3 separate regions of the Mus musculus genome follow, and all the other regions are linked to region 1. The links are chromatin contacts, called in public promoter capture Hi-C maps. All regions are on one chromosome and are shown on one strand. Each heading gives the region's core, a stretch centred on a gene start, on an enhancer-like site or on the middle of the called end of the contact. The rest is flanking DNA. Distances are from core to core; before and after follow the strand shown. Region 1 holds the start of Rarres2 (retinoic acid receptor responder (tazarotene induced) 2). Region 2 has its middle 16 kb from the start of Tmem176b. Region 3 has its middle 8.3 kb from the start of Gm30781.

What was found. Promoter capture Hi-C pulls out the DNA fragments that hold promoters and counts their contacts.
Region 2: a contact with region 1 is called in a promoter capture Hi-C map of liver. The contact joins the enhancer-like site here to the promoter of Rarres2 in region 1. A contact is called at or near these places in 11 of 39 promoter capture datasets (the 3T3-L1 cell line, the C10 cell line, HPC-7-derived erythroid cells and 5 more).
Region 3: a contact with region 1 is called in a promoter capture Hi-C map of liver. The contact joins the enhancer-like site here to the promoter of Rarres2 in region 1. A contact is called at or near these places in 6 of 39 promoter capture datasets (the C10 cell line, the HPC-7 cell line, liver and 2 more) and 2 of 9 other capture datasets (adipose tissue and liver).

Annotation. Positions count from the first base shown.
Region 1 is chr6:48,571,402-48,574,158 of GRCm38.p6, forward strand. It overlaps Rarres2 (retinoic acid receptor responder (tazarotene induced) 2), which reads right to left and starts at 1,401. Exons shown (of 6, transcript NM_027852.3): 1 at 1,193-1,401; 2 at 687-889; 3 at 382-486. The coding sequence starts at 866.
Region 2 is chr6:48,823,827-48,826,583 of GRCm38.p6, forward strand. No RefSeq gene overlaps it. Among named protein-coding and RNA genes, the nearest start is that of Tmem176b, 16 kb to the right of the region's middle. Within about 2 kb of position 1,370, at least 31 of the 459 cell types and tissues checked have an H3K27ac peak or open chromatin away from gene starts, as enhancers often do. A contact at or near this core is called in liver, where this site is marked.
Region 3 is chr6:48,805,789-48,808,545 of GRCm38.p6, forward strand. No RefSeq gene overlaps it. Among named protein-coding and RNA genes, the nearest start is that of Gm30781, 8.3 kb to the left of the region's middle. Within about 2 kb of position 1,438, at least 4 of the 459 cell types and tissues checked have an H3K27ac peak or open chromatin away from gene starts, as enhancers often do. A contact at or near this core is called in liver, where this site is marked.

The DNA of each region.
Region 1 (2,757 bases), core at 151-2,650:
ATCACCAGTATAATCCAGTCTCTTCCCTTAACCCCAGGGAGGGGACAAGGACCTTCAGTGAACCCACAAAACTGTCAGAGAACAAGAACTTTAACTCAAAAGTGCCGCACCACCAGCCCGAGGTCAGTCCATAGCAGTAGTGTCACCCTAGGGTGACTGATTACTGTGAAACCCTTCAGTGAACTGTGTGTATCGTGGCCAGAATACAGGATAAACTCCATAGAGAAGTTTCTTTAGGAGGACCCACTCTGATGGAGAAATTTCTCTCTTCCCTTCACCCTCCCCTCCTTGCAGACAGTCCCTGGTGATGGGCACAGCGCTTCCCTGGACTCTGGTTCCTTTCCTGGCAGCCTGTCCCATCAGCAAGAACCCCTTACTCACCCCGTTTGGTTTGATTGTGCACTCCGGCTTTTTCCAGTCCTTCTTGGGGCAGTTGGTCTGCTGGAGCTTAAATTCCAACCTCACAAAGGTGCCAGCTGAGAAGAGCTACAGACAGACAGACAGACAGACAGGGCAAGCAGATAATTCCTGCATGTTACTCCTTTTCTTTTCCCCAACACCTTAACTTAGAACTGGCACAGCCTAGGAGGGTGGCAGGCTGGGGACCTTTCCCAGTACAGCTTTCTGGGAATTCACTGGTCTCCAGGGCTGCAGCTCTCCACTCTCTACCCAATCACACCACTAACCACTTCTTCAGCTCTGTCCACACCGATCTCTTGGAAGGCCAACTGCACAGGTGGGTGTTTGTGGAACTCCTCCAGAGCCACCTGTAGGCTCCTGCGCTGGGTCTCGCTGAGTTCGGGCTCTGTCCCACGTGTGCCCACTGTGCCCAGCCATAGGGCTAGGGAGATCAGCAAGCACTTCATGGCTTCACCTCAGTCCTATGGTTCTGCAAAGATGGTGTGTGGGCTTTAGTTCTTGGAGCTGTGGTGGTGGTGGCCTGACCTACTCCTAGGGACAGAAGTGCCCCTTTCTGAAGTACCCCTTCCATTGGTATCCAACTAGCCCTTCCCATTCTGCAAGGCCTTGTTTCCAAAGAAACTTTGGGGCCAACAAAGTTTTAGAGTTCCCTGCCAACAGCCCCGGGAAGTAATCCTGCTGGTTATGTCCACTATAGCCTTTTTTCTGAGCCATTTTCTCCTCCTTTTGGGTCTTCCCTCCATATCCAAAATCCCCAGCCTCTTTCTGGTACCTTGAAAATGATCAGGTTTGTTGCTTTAGCGAGGCCTTTTTCTGTGTGGTCCCTGGAACAGCTCCCTGGCAGTTGTTCCCTCTCACCCTCTCATCTCCCTTTTCTCCTCTCTCTTGGTCCCCAAAGCCCCGCCTTTTCCCACTGACCCTTCTCCCAGAGTCCGGAGTTTTGGAGTTTTCTGTTTCCCAAAGTTCCCTGACCTTCCTCTTGCATTGAGCCAAAGGAGGGGGAGGGGGAGGGGGAGGGCCTGGAGCACCAAATGAGACTGCAGGCTGAATATTTTTCAGAAGACGTAAACGTGGGAGGACTGAGCAGATCCAGAGCGGGTGGGAACTGCAAGATGCTTAACCCTCCTCACACCAGGCTGCAGCTGCCATCAAGACAACTGTCCCCAGCAGTGGGTGTTTCTCCATCCCAGTCCCAACCCAGTCTTTCCTTTGCCTTTCCTTTGTCATCTCTCAACACATGACTGCCAACACTTGAGGGAGCCGTTTTTTGACAGATCCCCGCTTGACCAGGTGATCTTCCACTAGAAAGTGACAGTTGGGGAAACTGAGGCTCCTTCAGTACCAAGGTAGCAGCAGGTCTGTTGCTTCAGTTTGTCCTGTGTGTCCAGTGAGAGAGCTCCTGTGTCACTGACTGCTGCCTTCATCTGCCTACCAGACATCTATCATGTCTTTCCTGATGTCTCGGGTTTGTTCACAGCCACGTAGGCCTGGCTTTGACTGGCTGGCATCAGTCTTTTCCTTGCAGAGGCTTCAAGCAGACCCTCCCTTCTATGGACCCGTCACAACTCTCAGGCCTCCATGTATAGGCTTGCTGGGCTGGACGTGTTTCCTTAGCTGTCGTCCCGTCCACCTAGCACCTTCCGCCCGACCAGCCTACCTGACCCCTGACCCCGGCTCATTTCCCCAGCTCAGTCTCTCAGGACTTGAGCAAGTGCAGAAGCCTGATGTCACTGCTTCCTGTCTGAGGAGCTGAAAGCTTCCAGATCTCTGCTGGCCAGGTGGACCTTTTCCCTGAGGGGTGAAGGACTACGTGCTCTCTGAAGAACTTCCTTTTTGAAATGTATTTTTTAATTCTGAGTATTTATTGCCACTAAAGATAGTTTAATTTCAGTCAAAAACAACATTAAATGAATAAGCTGAAAAAAAATAAGGCCATGTTATATTAGGTTAGAAAACTAACATGGAACATAATGATTTTTAGATCTTGAAAGGGTGCTTTGAAGGTCCTACAGTCCTCCTTGTACTTTATTTTCCACTAAATTATTATTATTTATTAATTTATTATTTCATATTTTTCATTAATTCATTCACTTTACATCCCGGTTGCAGCTCCCCTCCTCACAAGCCCCTTCTCCCACTAAGTCCCTCCCCTTCTCCGCAGAGAAGGGGACTGAAGAACTTTCTTTTACAGCCTCAGTTGCCCAGGGCTGCCTTTTCTTATGCCTTTCCTGGGTGAGGAAAATCCCTAGCTGAGACTCTCCTGTCAGCAAACTCCCTCCAGAAATGCATTCTTGTTGCCCGGCCTTGTTGGCTCCATATGCTGCTTTTCTGAGCCAT
Region 2 (2,757 bases), core at 120-2,619, 250 kb after region 1:
TGCACCCTAGTGAGTCTAACATCTTGTGTAAGAATCAGGACTTGTTCAACAGCAGGGGGATTCAGGCTTGGGTCAGCTCAGCACCTGGGAGAACAACTACAGGAGAAATTTTCCCCTCTAGGGTCTGATTTCAGCTCGTGGTCTTCATCTTCAAGCTCAGGGTGATCTTTGGCAGCCCCAGGCAGGCGTGGGACAGCAAAGAGCAACCATAGACCCTACATCGCAGCCTCAGGCTTCAAGTGCAGCCTTTGCTGAATCTGTGACCCAGAAGCCATAGGTGTGCTGACATGACTAAGTCAGGCTGTGTGCCTATGCCTGAAGCCACACGCCAGGGTATATGATCTGCAGTATAGGTAAGTCTGAGCCACATGCTTTATTCCTGGATCTGAAGACATTTAGCCTGTCAGAAATGAAAGAGGTCTCTGATGAATCTAGGGCTGCTAATAGAAAGTAGGCGTGGCTGCTGAGGCCATCTGTTTTGAAATTCTATACTAATGCCCACTCAGTGGTTCATAAAGCTTTCCCCGTTTTTTAAGTCTCAACCAAAGCCGGTGGGAGAGCAACCAAGGTGCTTCTCCCTCTCTATGGTGATGCTCAAGAGCTCCACCAAATTCAGTTACTGCCCAGATAGGTCACGGTGGTCATGATACAAACTGGCAAATACAGATGGCTCAAAACACACTAAATCAAAACATTTCATGCTGTTTATTTATTTACCCAACAAATATTTGGAGATTGCCTCCCACTGGCCTCTGATAGCATTGCTGTACAGAAGGCAGACATGTGCTGTCACTATTGAAGTTTACTGTCAACTGCCGGGTTTATATGTACAAACCTGTAAAGTAAATTAAATTTGCCTCTGTCAGTGGCACACTGTAGCTTAATATAGAGATGGATTCCCTGACCTAACTTGTGAGTAGAGTCTTAAGGTGAGTACACGAGTCTCAGCCAATCAGGGCACCAATGCTCGAAGCGGAGGTGGAGGTGGTCACCGGTCCAGACACGGCCATGAAAGAGGAAGGCTGAGCTGTGGCCAACCTGTTTTTCTCTCTGTGTTGTCTTTTTTTTTTTTTTTTTTCCTGTCACCTTGGGCAGAGAGTTGCCTGGTGGTCCTCTCTGAACTTTTACTGGTTTAGGCTACTGTCCAGTCCTTGAATTTAGTCTGTCTGACAAAGCAAAAACAAAAAACAAACAACCAGGGCCAAATGATCTTGAACCCCTCCCCAGTTCTCCCCACTCTCCTCCCCCCACCACCCCGATTTCACGTTCTTTTAAAAAATGTATCAAGTAAAGTTTGTACTGCTCTAACCGCTTCCCTTTCCCCACGATTAAGGTCCAAAGTCCCGCCAGTGTTTGCCCTACATTGCCACAGGGATCCTTGTTGATTGCCTCATCGCTCCAGCTCACAGCTCCACACGAATCTCTCTCACCCCACCCCCAGTTCCATACACTCCAGCTTACCCCAAGTCTCAAAGGAATGGAAATAAGAGACATCCAAAGCTGTTTTTCATGAGAACAAAATGTCCTCAATTCCTGGAAGCTTTATTTGGCTACATGCCCCTGCATTTGACTCTGGGGCCATGCCCCTGACACAAGACAGTGGCAAAAGGAGGATGTGGGGCACCGTGGGTACCCAATTGTCCTATCTCACTCATGCTCTGCTGTGCTCCATCTTCCCATTGCAGTATCCCACATGCCACCATCCACGCTCCCCTCCGCGACTTCTGTGCTATGTGTATCATCTTTTCAGCTTTAGGACTGGATTTAAAGACCAGATCAGCTTTTCACTGTCTGCAAAATTTGGAACTTACTGGCAAGGACATACTGAAAAGGAAGGGTTAGAAGTGAAAATACCAAATAGAAAATACTAAAGTAGAAGCTCCTGACAAATAGAAATAATTATGGACACATTTTCAGAAAAGAAAATTAACCCGCCCTATATTAATTAAGGGACATACTCATCAAGATATAATTATTGCTATAAGCATAGGTGCACTGAACATTGGTGCAGCCAACTTCACAAAGCAAACACTACCAGATATAAAGGGGCAGATGGTCCAATAACAACAAATGAGTGAAAAAAACCTATTCTCATCAGTATATAGGTCATCTGGGTTAAAAAAATCAGAGAAATTTCTGAATTATACTCTACCATAGATCAAACAAATTTAACAGACATCTACATAATTCTATTGTATTCTATACAATAACTGTAGAATATACATTATTCTCAGCAGTCCATATAATTATCCCTCAAGTGGACCACATTTAAATCACAAAACAAGTCTCACAAATATGAAAATATCATATCACATAAAATAAAAATAAAAAATCAATAGCAAGAGAAACAACAAAACTGTACAAACATATGGATGCTAAACAGTACACTCTTAAGTGGTCAAAGGTTCATTCAAAAAAATCAAAAAGGAAAATTAAAAACTCTAGAATAAAATGAAAACGAAAAGCAGCTCCTCTTGAAAGCTTGCCCTCATTACATGTGCAGAGATCAGGAGGCGACACAGCACGAGTGTGGAAGTCAGACAGCGTGGTGGAGATGTCTGTTGTCTCTCCTTCCATCTTTCTGTGAGTTCCAGGGACCAAACGCAGGTCACCAGGCTTATGTGGCAAGCATCTTTATCTTCTGTGCCGTCCTGCCGGCTGGAGGAAAGACAGTTCTAAAGTGGAAGAACACAGCTATGAGTGTTTGCATTTTAAAGTCATAGACTTGGAGGGAGGGCAAGGGATGGATACACTCTA
Region 3 (2,757 bases), core at 188-2,687, 230 kb after region 1:
TTACTTATTTCCCTCACTAAATTGTTTCCTGCATGTGTTATAACACAAGAGGATAAACATTTGGAATGGATTTGTATACACAATATAGGCCATAAAATACTAACTACCTACATAGCTCAATTAGTAATTCAGGGGAAGACCCAATGGCAACAATTATATGGGCTTGATCCTTGCTGAATCATTTTACCATTACCTAACAATGAGTTTTTAAGAGCCTTACAGAACCCTATGGATTCTCAAATTTCATTTGCAGATTACTATGGAAGGATAGGGAATAGTTATCCCGCTGGCAAACTATGGGATTTTCTCCTACAAAATGAATTTGTGATTACAAAACTTGTCTAGTCTCCTCCCATTCATAAATCTCTTATATCTTTTTCCTCAGCCCAACAAGTGGAACTGGCAGTTTTGATTTGTTTATTACAGTTAGTCCATAAACACTTAAATATTGTTTCAGAATCTGCTTATGTTGTAGAATTATTTCCAGCAGTTGAAACTGCTTTAATTTTGTCTTCCCATCCTAAATGTTCCCATTACTACAGGAACTAAACAACTGGTAAGCACCCTTACATTGTTTGTACTCATAACCACGCACATTCTAACCTCCCTGGTTTGATTGCACAAGGGAATAAGCTTTAACTTGCCTGATTTTTATTTTTCCAGATCAGAAACATCAACACCAACACACTAATGCTAATAATCTTCACCCACCACACCACAGCCTGCTTAGACAAGAGAGACAAATTGTGCAAGAATGTCCTGCGTGTGCTCCCTTAAACTGTCACAGTCATGTAGTGGAGTTAATCCCAGAGGTAGAAATACTAATGAACTGTGGCAAATGGATGTCACTCGCTTTGCTCTTATGCCTCCTTGGATGCCATCCCTGCAGCTCTGCATTGGCGCAGGTATTCCTTAGAATCCTCAAGGTCCTTATGGTAGGACAATAATAATTAAAAATAAAAAATGGGCACTAAGGGATAATCTTTTATTTAAAAAATTGTTTATTTATTTTATGCATGTGAGTACACTGTAGTTGTCCTCAGACACACCAGAAGAGGGCATCTGATTCCATTACAGATAGTTGTGAGCCAACATGTGGTTGTTGGACATTGAACTCCGGACTTCTGGAATAAAAATCAGTACTCTTAACTGCTGAGTCATTTTGTCAGCCCTGCAAAAAATGATCTTGCACTTTCCTGTTTTACTCTTGATTTTCAAAATTTGCCTCCAGGGGATAAATGTTAAAGAGCTCAAACACTGGTTGTGGCAGCTCGTACTTTCATCCCAGCACTTGGGAGGCAGAGGCGGGTAAATCTCTTTGAGTTTAAGGCCAGTCTGGTCTACAGAGTGAGTTTCAGAACAGCCAGGGCTACACAGAGAAACCCTATCTTGGAAACCAAACCAACCAAACAAACAGAACAGAACATCCCAAACATTTCTCTACAGAACACTGAACTGCCTTTAGACAGGCCTGTGTGGTTTAAACAATCTGAGACTTGGAAGCCTCCTTGGCTGAGGGGGGAGGGGAAGGAGATGTGTATCTGCCATTGCAGTTGGATCCACTGAGGCATTATGGACTTCTCTTGGACTCCTGTGGCCCCAGCCACTAAGGACAAATGTAGAGGATAGAGCTGAAGTCAGGAGAAAAATAGAAAATCTCTAGCTGAAGGGCAAAAGGTGGTGTTGACCATCAGAGTCAATCTGCCCACCTGGGGCAAATTAAGCCCACGTGCACCAAGGGAGAAGATACTTAAGAGGAGACTGCATTTGTCCACAGGGCATCATAACACACACATTCCTATTAGAAGGCTAATATTTGCTTAGGTTTTACCAGACACCAGAACTACTCATATGGGTCTGTTTTTAAGCTATTTTCTGGACATTTTTGGTTAATCTAATAATGTAATCAACTGTACTGGTCATAGTTTAGATCCTTTTTGTACTAATCTTTCCTATGAAAATTCCTAAATTTATTCCTGTTCTTCAGTCCAGATGTAGATGTCAAAGTAAAAAGAAAAAAGACATTCAACATGATAGGTTAATTGATTGAAATCCTCATGGAAAATATGTTTCTAACTGTTCCACAGATCATAGTAAATGGTGTAATTATGATCAATTGGTTCTATGGCATGTTCACAAACATACTCTTTTTCTACTGTGAACCCACAGTGTTAATGGCTTGGCAGGCTGGAGGCTTAGCTCCCCCTCAGGCTAGGATTTGGTTTAATAATAAACTGAGACTTGAACAATGACATATATAGAAAGTTCCTATAGCATTAAATTCTGTACAGACATGGTCTGGTAATTTTACATGCACTCATCCCAGTAATTATACATTTCGTTTAATAAAACCTTTTACATTATTTGTGTAAATTTACCCTATGATTACCCTAGAGGTGGCTTTAACATAAATATTACTCTAAATGGTGTTGGTTATTTTGATTGCAAATTATATACACGGATCAATTATACTTTTCCTTTCAATAAGTCACTAGATTCTATTATTTTATGAAAGTCTAGCATAGGATTATGGCTACCTGTAATCTGACCAGGCCTGCCCTCCTAGCATTGCTGCAGCCATTTTGTTCCATGCCCGCCAGCTATTTCATATCATTGCTATAACATGCCTGCCAGTCATTGACACGGAAAAATAACTTGATTCAGAGCAGGATCAAGCTGAGCACATACCTCGTTATGTTCTGTATGTTATCAGGTTTGCTAATCTTATGAAATTCTACAACTATAAGCTTCACATAG